Regions from separate parts of the Zea mays genome. Here region 2 is linked to region 1. A link is a contact called in public Hi-C data. All regions are on one chromosome and are shown on one strand. Each heading gives the region's core, a stretch centred on a gene start, on an enhancer-like site or on the middle of the called end of the contact. The rest is flanking DNA. Distances are from core to core; before and after follow the strand shown. Region 1 has its middle 150 kb from the start of LOC103646552. Region 2 has its middle 40 kb from the start of LOC103646553.

Region 1 (5,935 bases), core at 1,329-3,828:
TTACTGACGCAACTCCTGGCGTTCTTGCCTCATTTGAGCCTGCATCTCATTCATTGTGTTTGCCATCTGCTGTAGCATCTGCATTTGAGCGGCAACCACTGGATCTGTCCCAGCTGGTGGAGGATTCGGAGGATTCATTTCTGGTTGCAGTTGTCTAACTATCCTCCTGTTGTGGGGGTTGGCAGGTAGATCAATTCTGTCTCCCTTCCTGGTATTGACCATCTAGGTTAGAAATACATGGTAAGATAAAATTGTAGATAAGACGAGTAATTACGAGACATAATCTTTTGGGGGTTTTATTAGCTAAGTGGATTAGTGTGTCACCTACTAATACTAATTCATTACCTTATGGTGGTACATGCTAGAATGCCCTGCTATACTATTTCAATCAATCAAAGAAGCAAATCAAGCATTTACCATCAGCACAAACATCCAATCACTTCAGGTAGAGAAAATAATTTTAATTTTGTCTTAGGTCTCCTATCTCTTTAAAGGGCCATAAATGTAGGATTCCAAGGTGTGAAATCCTCCTTGTCTTTCTAGAGTAGAATAGATAAGAGTAGTCAGAGTAGAACAACAAAAGGTGAGACAGGATCAAGAAAAGTATAGAAAGAATCAGAGTAAGGTAAGTAGGTAAGGATTTTGTCCAGTTCTATCTAGGTTTCGTCCTACATTCAACATTTTCTCTGATACCACTTCTGTCACACCCGGATTTAAGGGATAAAGTCGGGTGCGTCTCATATGTGCGCCAAAGAAGAACATCATATATAATGACAAAGTGTATAGAGATAAATGTCACAAGTATCATTATTACATAGCGGAAGTGTTACAAAAATAAATGATAACAATAAAACAAACTAAATAATTATTCATTGGCGCTATCAAGCTGACTGGGAGACGCCACCTAGATAAGCTCACATTCCTTATTGTAGGGCTCCTCTTGGACCACCTGCTCTTCACCTCTGGGGGGTTTATATATCCCAAGAGTGAGCTCACAAAAGATCATAGCTCAACAAGTTATGGGGAATAATGTGCATGAACTCACAAAAGGTGAGAGCTCATGTGAAGTGTAAGGCTGATCAACAAATAATGATTAAAGCTGAGCATTGCTTTTAATAAGTTGGTCAAATTTTATTAGCAGTTACTATATGTAAGTATATACCAAACCAGAGTGATAATAGATCAAAATTAATAATAAACCACAATGCGAAGCAAATGACCAAATAAATTTAATTCCATAAGTTACTCATGTGAGGGTCCGAGTCGCTCATGACCGTGAGCACAGCTGATATAGCAGTTTTACACTCTGTAGAGGTTGCGCATATTTACCCACAAGTCATGTTACCCATCTGCCTAGGGTCATGAATCCCATACACCTCTACCAAGGAAGCGAGGCAGGGTAACACTACGAGGCCTTTACAATGTTCCACTAGCTTCAGAAAACCCGCTACAGTCTAGGAAGCGCAATGCAGGGATCCCCCGTCTGACCGCCGTCGCAGCAAAATCAACCCGAGGACCTCCCTACACCGACCACTCCCCTACCGCCCTTGCCCATTTTGGGTAATGTAGTCCTCCACTAGCTTTCCTAATTAGTCAGCCAAGGGCGTCCCATACCACCATTGTGGTAGCACTGTTTTCTCGGGTGGTCGCCTCATCTTCTAATTAACATAATGATCTTATCATGAACAATAAATAACAAACTGATAATAGAAGCAAGATCATGAATAATTTGTATCTCAATACCCAAAACCACATAAAGCAATAGCAGGTACTACCCAAAAGTTTAGTGGTAAACAAGGTATAAAGATAGCCAAACTAGGATGACATATTAGGTCCCATCAAAATTAACCTATGCAGTTCATAATGATTAACATGAACATTATTGGGTAAATATAAGTGATAAAGGGCACAACTTGCCTTCAACGAGCTCCTGCTTAGCAGTCTCCACCTCCTGAACACCTGAGTCCTCAGTGGCTTGCTCGTCTACTCGCAACAATACAAACAAACATGATATAGGAGAAATTAACAACACACCAAATAACAGAATAGAATGCATGATAAAATCTATGTGTCATAACGAGATCGTAGGAACAAGAATCACTAAATTCGGAGTTATGGTTATCGAGTTACGAATTTCTGAAGTTATTAGGTGATTGATATAGATTAACCCAAATGAACAAATTTACTCTATGTTTCATGACTAACCAGAGTTACCAGGTGATAAACAATATTAATACAAAATTATTGCAACTAGAATGGATTAAAAAAGAGCTAAAATGAATTTTCTATGAATTAAATAAGTTCTAGAATTCTTTTTGCATTATAATTCCATTTTCTAATTCATTTTCCTATTTTCTCATAGCTCTGAACTGCGCGCACAATAATCAGGGAGCTTGGGGGCTAACTCATAAAATCTCCCAGACTCAGCTCAATCCGTGGTGGACTGCGGGTTAGTTTCCCTAAAGGCCAGGGGCTCTTAAGCAAACTATTCATCGCGAAGGGGTATGAGTTAATGTTGACCGCACGATCCGCAATCTACGCGTCAGATTAGATCAGTGTCTCCGCGAAATGGTACGCACCCGAGAGCTCTTGGATCTAAATCGCACGGCCCTCGTTTAATCGCGCATGAGCACACACTATCTACCCTCAGATTACCATCCTACGGTGGTGATTTGATGTATCGAAACTGTATCATGCGCCCCATTGGTGAATGTCCAAATCTAATCGAACGGCCAGCCCAGCGCGCCCAATTCACTCATAGAACGTCGGCGGCGCACAGGCTAAGGACGGCGGCGCCATTGCCGGACCTCACCAGAGTTCATTCCCGAGCGCAATTCTCCATCCCCGCCCGATGAAAATCCAAATTGCAGAGTAAACAAAACGAGAGGGGGAAACCATACCGCATATTATAAAGTAGAGAGCCCCAGCGATGACGCGCGGCGGCTCCGGCGTGCAATAACAATGCCGACGAGAAATTGCGCCCAAACCGAACTCTTAGGTCACCCGACGTTGGCGCAAAAGTCACCACTGCGCACCCGCGACACCCTGCGGGCACTTGAACAGGCCTAGTGTCGGCGCACCGGGGTTTTGGACGGCGGCTGCTATTCTCACCCTCGCAATAACGGCGACACAAAACTCTCTGCACATGCGGCTCACGCAAGGGACACGAAGGCGACTAGGCTAACGGCGCGAGGGCCAGGGGTTTATTATATGCCTGCTGAAGTCGGTCTCCGGGGGTTCGCCCATGCCGGGAAGCTCGCCATTCCATTGCGGCGCGATGCCGACAGAGGGGGAGATCCTGGCTCGCCGAGCCCACCGTCCAGTCAGTGGTGCAAGCGGTGGAGTAGGTGTGGGATGAGATACAGAATCTTAGGCCCACCCGTCGGCGAGCCAACCTCGAACACGCGCGTGCGAGCTATGTGCGGCTGACAGGAGGGTCCACAGGCTAGCGCGCAGGGTCTGCGGCTGGGCTGCACGGGGAGGGGATGAGGGTTTGGGTCGAAATCAGGTCTGGGGCCCATGTGCGGGTATAACTCTTTTCCCTTTTATAATTTCTTTCCTATTTTCCAAATTCTAGTGTTCAAATGAATTTGAGTTGCTAGTTTGAACTTCATACTTTCATGTATCAAATAAAATTCTACTATGAATGACACTATATCCTTTTTGAAATAATTATTACTTATTTATTATTATACTTATTGGCTATCCTCCATTCTTTAACTCTATTTCTCCCATTTTATTTAGTGCTCTAATTTTGAATTCAAAGCTAGACTTGCCTTAATTATAATTTTGTGTTTGATGCACAAACAAGAAGAAGTCCAGCATGATGCATAGGTTGTTGTGTTTTTATTTGGTATTTATTTGAAATAAAATGTGTCTCATGCTTACATCATCTCATCAAAAGAGCACTTTATTAACTTCAATGAAAAAGGTCATTAGTACTCTTCACCAGGGTTTACAATTAAATACTTCCTTGTACTACTATACCTCTTTTCAAAGTGCGTTTTTGACTAGTTTTAAAAGGAAAAGAGATAACAAAGAAGGAAGTCTCCACAAATGATGAAAAGAAGAATACTAAGATGACACCACCACAGATAGTAAGATCTTTCAAATTGGTATAATAAATGGTACATTCTATACGGTGGTAAGTATTCTTAGGCATAAGTTAATTCATTACAAATTTATCATGGCTTGTTCAATATATGTAATGTACTCCTCATGAGACTCTTAACTGAATTGAAAGTGCATGTGGCAAGTCATTCAAATACTTGATGCACATATCTAGTGGGAGAACATTATATATATCTTGTGTCGTAGAGAATAAGTTTCCATTGAGTACGCTATACTAAGACAATCCTAAATGGTAAATTTGTATCTCATTAATATCGATTGTAATCTTTGTTTTCTAAATAGCTACTCTTGATGCAGTTTAAAATTCCCTTACCGTTAAATCTAAAAGTGCATAAGAGTCCTTTTTGTTAATATTCATCACATACATATGCATTAACATGGATATGATTTTTAAACTATAAAAGGTGCAATTAGTGATCCATACTCTCTAAAGTTTGGAAACCTATATATTGATATCTTAAAAATCTACTTTAATCGGTATCCATATGCTTCACACTGAATTGGATCACTAAGTTGTAAATTCCATGCATAACTTGTCCTCATTTGTTAAGATATGATATGAATGCTTGTGCGACTAACCTTGATAAGCTAGGTGCACCCAAGTTCAAGCTAGGTACATCGTCAAGAAGATGACCTTCAAACAATGATGTATCAAGAAAAGGTAACGCCAAGTATAAGCCCCTAAGAAACAATCATGGAAGAAGGGCACTTGGCGGCAACCCATCCAAGCTCATAATAGTATCAAGATAGGTTACTTGAAGAGCAATTTGAAAGAAAATCATATAACAAAAGGAGAAAAGGCTCTTATTCTTAACTCTAGCTTTTATCTGTGTGATTAAATATTGACTTCAAACCATATAAGATGGTTGTCAAGTATATGTGGGTGCCTACACAAAGAGAAAGGCCACAATAAGGACTGTGTGGGTACTCAAGGCTCGTACTACTAATCTCAAAGGACCTAATTCAAATTGGGTACCAAGATATTAAGCTTAAACTTGTTTTGCAGGATCACTCCTTCAATGGATCAAGTTGGGTGCTCGATAATGAATGTATAAATCATATTTGGAGATAGTAGCAAGGGTGGTAACAACTGAATCTCAAGTGCATATTATTTTCAAATCTTATCTCTTTTGTGACTTGTGTAGCCACTAAGGAAAAAGAAGCACTTGAGGATATACATTAGTTGTTGATTATGAAATAAAGGTCTAATTGGAAGATAAATGAATATTATCATATGGTCAACAATCTAAAATCATGTGATGTATTCTCTCTCTAGTCAATTTGGATTTGATTCTTCTATATTAGACACTCACCATAATATGGATTAAGTCAGCCCTTTAGACTTCATTGAATAACCATACATATTATCCATGTCATTCAACAAATATTGTGCGTGAGGGCTCAAGGGAAATTTAGTCCATATTATGAGGTTTATCTATTTTAGCAACTCGATTGCCTTCCACATATAAAGGGTTGCCAAATAAGAAACTAGTACTTATGCTACTACTGCCATCTCTTGTGCTGAGTTTATCCATAGAAAATCTATGTTAAGAGATGGTGCTTATTATTAAATTGGATAGATCACAAGCGTAAAGGATACTATTCAACAAAAGTAAGATGAAGTTGATAAGAGGCCAAGGTATGAAAACTTCCTCTCCTTCAGTTGTTTTAGTATTTTATCCTTAGTGGAATGTATCATAGTATATGTTAAATTCCTTGCACTATAAAATGTTAAATTGTGCATATAACTTTGACATCAACCATATGTGTGCACTAATTTAAAGGAATTATATCCTTATGGGTT
Region 2 (5,935 bases), core at 1,802-4,301, 140 kb after region 1:
ATTAGCCCAAAGCAAAAGGACCGCACCACCACCACCAATTTCAAAAATTAGTCTCTCAACTTGTATTTAAAGAAGTGTTTTTCAAATTGGTATCTTATTTATGATATAATTTCAAATTGGGATACCTTCTTCAAAATTAATAACTAAAACCCTCTTGAACACTAAGAGGAGGATTTCATTAAGGGGGAGTTTTGTTTAGTCAAAGGAAAAGCATTTGAAACAGGGGGAGAAAATTTGAAATCTTGAAAATGCTTCTCAAAATCCTATTTATATACCTTTGACTATTTGCAAAAGACTTTGAAAAGATTTTCCAAAACATTGCAAAACAAAACAAGTGGTGCAAGCGTGGTCCAAAATTTTAAATTAGAACAAAGCCATCCATGCATATCTAGTAGAAATAATTATTGGTTTCATTCCAAGCAACCTTGGCACTTACCTTATGCAAACTAGTTTTATTCTGTACTATTATATTTGCTTTGGTTTGTGTTGGCATCAATCACCAAAAAGGGGGAGATTGAAAGGGAAATAGGCTTACACCTTTTCCTAATTGATTTTGGTGGTTGAATTGCCCAACACAAATAATTGGACTAACTAGTTTGCTCTAGATTATGAGTTCTACAGGTGCCAAAGGTTCACAACAAACCAATAAAAAGACCAAAAATGATTCAAATAAAGAGAGCAAAAGACAACCGAAGTGTGCCCTAGTCTGGCGCACCGGACTGTCCGGTGTGCCACCGGACTGTGTCCGGTGCACCAGGGAACCCAACTCTGAACTGCTCACCTTCGGGTATTCTGGGACCGCTTCGCTATAATTCACCGGACTGTCCGGTGTAGCACCGGACTGTCCGGTGCGCCAGCGGAGTAACGGCTACTACAGCGCCAACGGTCATCTGCAACAGCAGTTAATGCGTTACAATGCGCGCAGAAGTCAGAGCAGAGCCAGAAGGCACACCGGACAGTGAACAGTGACTGTCCGGTGCACCACCGGACTGTCCGGTGGCCCAGATGTCAGAAGCTCCAATGGTCAGAATCCAATGGCCGAGTGACGTGGCTGGCGCACCGGACAGTGTCCGGTGGCGCACCGGACTGTCCGGTGCGCCATGCGACAGAAGCCCTCACCAACGGTTCTTTTGGTGGTTGGGGCTATAAATACCCCCCAACCACCACACTTCAATGCATCCAAGTTTTCAGCCTTCACACCTCATACAAGAGCTATAACATTCAATACAAGACACAACCAAAGAGATCAAATCCTCTCCCAAGTCCAAAGACAATTCTAATCAAATAGTGACTAGTGAGAGAGAGATACTTGTGTTCATTTGAGCTCTTGCGCTTGGATTGCTTTTCTTCTTCATTCTTTCTTGATTCCAACTCAATTGTAACCAAGACAAGAGACCAATTGTGTGGTGGTCCTTGTGGGGACTTAGTGTCCCGTTTGATTGAGAAGAGAAGCTCACTCAGTCTAAGTGACCGTTTGAGAGAGGGAAAGGGTTGAAAGAGACCCGATCTTTGTGACCACCTCAACGGGGAGTAGGTTTGCAAGAACCGAACCTCGGTAAAACAAATCATCGTGTCTCACTCTTCATTTGCTTGTGATTTGTTTTCCACCCTCTCTTTCGGACTCGAATTTAACTCTAACGCTAACACCGGCTTGTAGTTGTGCTTAAAGTTTGTAAATTTTAGATTCGCCCTATTCACCCCCCCCTAGGCAACTTTCAGTATGGGACGCCCTTGGCTGACTAATTAGGAAAGCTAATGGATGACTACCTTACCCGAAAGAGGCAAGAGCAGTAGAGGAGTGGTCAGTGTAGGCAGGTTCTTAGGTTGATTTTTCTGTGATGGCGGTCAGGCAAGGGATCCCTGCATTGGAGCTTCCTAGAAACTATAGCGGGTTTTCTGAAGCTAGTGGAACTTTGTAAAAGCCTCGTAGTGTTACCCTGCTTCGCTTCTTTGGTAGAGGTGTATGGGAAGTCGCGATCCCTTGGCAGATGAGTAACATGACTTGTGGGTAAAGATGTGCAACCTCTGCAGAGTGTAAAACTGTATATCAGCTGTGCTCACGGTCATGAATGGCTCGGACACTCACATGAGTAATTTATGGATCTAAATTCAATTTGTCATATGCATTGCATCGAGGGTGTTGTTATCAAATTTTGATCTACTACTTATTTGGGTTGGTATATACTTACACTTAGCAACTGGTAATAAAATTTTGACCAACTTTAAAAACAATGCTCCGCTTTAACCATCCTCTTTGGTAAGCTTTACACTTCACATGAGCTCCCACCTTTGGTGAGTTCATGCACATTATTCCCCACAACTTGTTGAGCGATGAACGTATGTGAGCTCACTCTTGTTGTCTCACACCCCCACAGGTCAAGAACATGTACCACAAGAAGAGGCGCATGAAGGGTGCTGTGATGAGATCGTGAGTGGTCTAGGCCGTCGTCTCCTAGTCAACTTTGGCTTGCTAGATCGTTGTCTCCTTACGATGTAATTATTTATTTATTTTGTACAGAACTCCTATTATATAGTAAAGATGTGACATTCGTTTCTGTACCATGATTCATCATATGTGTGAGACTTGGTCCCAGCACACCTGGTGATTACGTTCGCGCCCGGGTCTTGGTGCTCCAAAACCCGAGTTTGACATAGATGATAAAAAATATTAATGTAAATTTAATGCAACTGGAATGGGTCAAAAAGGAGTTAAAATGAATTAGTTATGCATTTTCTAAGGTTTTAGTATTACTTTGGCTATAAACATCAATTTTCAAATTAGTTTTATTAATATACAAAGGTTCAGGAGCTGGGGACACTATTTCCATGAATCCTAGGGTCTAATCTGTGAATTTCAGGACCTCATAGTTATGATTTTAACCTTAATCCGGATGGCAAGTTGATTTCCATGTGTTTCAGGGTTTCTTTTGCATTATCAGCTGGCCGAAGGGGTATGCTAGGATCCGAGCCGTCCGATCCATCACTGATGGATCAGATTAGAACCCCAACGTTATGAATCGGTGTGCGCCTACTACCGACGGATTCGACATCTACGGCTGAGCATCAACCACCGCGCGATCTGATTACTACCGTGCATACGCAGATCAACGACTCGGATTGCATCAGGACGAATCGTTAGCTCCCCCAATCTGAGTCGTCACTCTACGATCTAACGGTCCATGAGCGCCGACCCCCACGACGCAGGTATGCGGTGGTGCAGAGCCCTAGCACGGCAGCGCCATCGCCAGAGAAACGCAATTCTGTGATACAAGTCGAGAACCTTCGAGTCTACGCACGCTACACCACTACAAGGTTATGGGGAGCGAGCGGGAGGAACACCTACCGACGGCAATGGCGCGCAGAGACCGGACCACGGCGAGGCGCGGGTGAGCGGCTGGGCGCGAGCCCCGGCGAGAAATTCTCGTACTTCCCTCGCCCATGGAACGACTCAATTGCGGGCCTACTCCTTCCTCTTGGCACGACGATGCTTCCAGGACAACTCAGAGCTCCGAACATCGCGGTATGTCGATGACGGTGGGGATCCTTTCACCCAGCCGACCACAGCGGCGAGCGTCGGTGTGGGTAAAGCGGCTATCGAAGGCGGTGGATGCAAGACGCGGCAGAGGGGTCGCCATTTGTAGTCGCGATGGTGGCAGACGTAAGATGCAGCCCGCGCTACCCGCAGGAGACGGTTGCAGCGGCCGCCGCAGCGCCCGCGGCGGAATTTAACCCGCGCGCGTGATTTCCTCGGAGAGGATGGTTCTGGTCCACCGGGCCCACATGCCAGCCAGGCCAACGACACGCGGCAGGGAAAGGAGCGTAGTGGCCCATATGTCTGTGGCACCCGAGCTATGAGGCGCGCGCGGGCCACTGGCGGGCGGGGCCACATTGTCGGCGCCTGGGAATCGTCCATGGGCCGCACGCTTGGGTTTTGGCCCAAGAACTAGGGAAGATCCGGCCTAAGCTGCATTTTCTCTTTTATTTATTTATGTTGATTTGAATTCTTTTGTAAATTTACAATTTAGGATTTGAACTCAAATTTGTTTGAGAGGTTCACACACATATTAAATGATCAATTAAAAGTACCAGCATGTAGGGATGTAGTTATGCATATATCAATATTATTATTTTCCTTATAATATGTATTCTTTTCTTTTTTTTTCTTCTCTTCTCTTTTCTATTTTCATTTTCAAACTCTAATTTCCTAACTTACTTGTCTCTCAAATTTGAATACAAATGCAAAAACACAAGGACTTCAGCATGAGATGCATATTTCTATGTTTATTTATTTGTTATTTAACCAATATAATTCCTTTAATTGAATATGCACAAAGAAAAGAAAACCAAATAATCTCCAAAGGTTCCATAATCCCAAAACACCCACTTATAAATATATTTATTTATTTTATTATTTTCCCTTATACAAATTTTGGGCTTTACAAATCCTACCCCCTTAAAATAATCTCGACCTCGAGATTAGTAAGAAAAGGATGTATCCCAATCTTGTCTCAAAACATATGCACAATCAACAATCTCAGCACGATGCATAACTTATTATTAAAACATAGGTTCAAATAGACCTTATTACTATTCCTAAAACAATAAATTACTAACTACTACTTAAGGCTTTATTTAGGTCTTTACAAATACTATCTCCTAATATATATATATATATATATACATATATATATATATATATACACTCTAATCTCGTTGCTCATTGTCCTCTTCACTGGCTTCTTCACCATCAGCCGGCACCTCTTCCGGGTTTTCGGGTTCGCTAGGTTTAGTTTCTGCTTCCACATGGTTGACCTGACCTCGATTGACGGATAAGGCATGACTCTTTCCTCCTGAGGCCTGACCTTGCTTCATCAGAGCTAGAGTGGTATAAGCAGCCCTGTTGGGACAGTAGTTGGCATAATGACCGGTCTATCCACATTTGAAGCATGACCTGTTTGTGGATGTATTAGGAGCAACTGGTTCTACTGGGGTGTTTCCTTGAGGAGGAGCAGATTGGGTCTGCTGAGTCTGTTGCCCAGAACTGTCATGAGCTGGTGTGCCTTGAGATGCAGCATAACGGGAACGGGTACTATTCCAGCCTGTCCCTGGTTAGTATCCCTTCTTTTCTCTCCTAGCTCAACTCTCTTGTGTTCTAGAGCGATAACCTTGTTTAGCAGTCTCTAGAAGGACAGGAATGTGTGGGACATTAGTTGGTATTGAAGTGGCCCGATCAATCCTTCTAGAAATAACTCCTGCTTTTTCTCATCATCATACACTTCCCCAGGAGCATATCGGGATAGCTAGATGAATTTGTCTTTATATTCGCTTACTGACATGCCTCCCTGCTTGATATATAGGAACTCCTCCTTCTTAATCTTCATGAGACCAGCAGGAATGTGGTAGTTTCTGAAGTTGTTGGAGAATTCTGCCCATGTAATGGTGTGAGCAGCAGCATGTGCTGCGCAGTATGCATCCCACCAATCCGTAGCGGGGCCAGTGAGGCGACTCGATGCATATAGCACTTTCTCCCTGTTGGTGCACTAAGCTATATTGAGCATCTTTTCCACGGACTTTAACTAGTCGTCAGCCTGTAGTGGGTCTGAGGATTAGAGAATATAGGTGGCTTGTGACTCATAAACTTCTTATGCTTGTCCCTGGGCAGAGCTGGTGGTGGTGGAGGTGGTAGTTGTTGTCGTTCCTGTCGCTCTTGACACATTTCTTGACGTTCTTGACGCATTTCTTGACGTTCTTGATGGATCTGTACTTGCATTTCTATCATCGTGTTGGCCATTTGTTGTAGTAGTCGCATTTGAGCAGCAGACACATCATCAGTAGGCGGGGGATTCGGAGAAGGATTGATTTCTAGTTCCGGATTAGCTACAGCCCTTCTTCGATGAATTCATGTGGGTAGATCAACACCTCCTCCCCTCCTGGT

The links. A called contact is a pair of places that touch in the nucleus more often than the background predicts.
Region 2: a Hi-C map of bundle sheath shows a contact between it and region 1, with 2.6 times the contacts expected there. The contact joins two enhancer-like sites. A contact is called at or near these places in 2 of 25 Hi-C or Micro-C datasets (bundle sheath and endosperm).

Annotation. Positions count from the first base shown.
Region 1 is chr2:68,315,648-68,321,582 of Zm-B73-REFERENCE-NAM-5.0, forward strand. No RefSeq gene overlaps it. Among protein-coding and RNA genes, the nearest start is that of LOC103646552, 150 kb to the left of the region's middle. Within about 2 kb of position 2,579, at least 19 of the 20 cell types and tissues checked have an H3K27ac peak or open chromatin away from gene starts, as enhancers often do. A contact at or near this core is called in bundle sheath, where this site is marked.
Region 2 is chr2:68,458,865-68,464,799 of Zm-B73-REFERENCE-NAM-5.0, forward strand. It overlaps the pseudogene LOC103648708. Among protein-coding and RNA genes, the nearest start is that of LOC103646553, 40 kb to the right of the region's middle. Within about 2 kb of position 3,052, at least 17 of the 20 cell types and tissues checked have an H3K27ac peak or open chromatin away from gene starts, as enhancers often do. A contact at or near this core is called in bundle sheath, where this site is marked.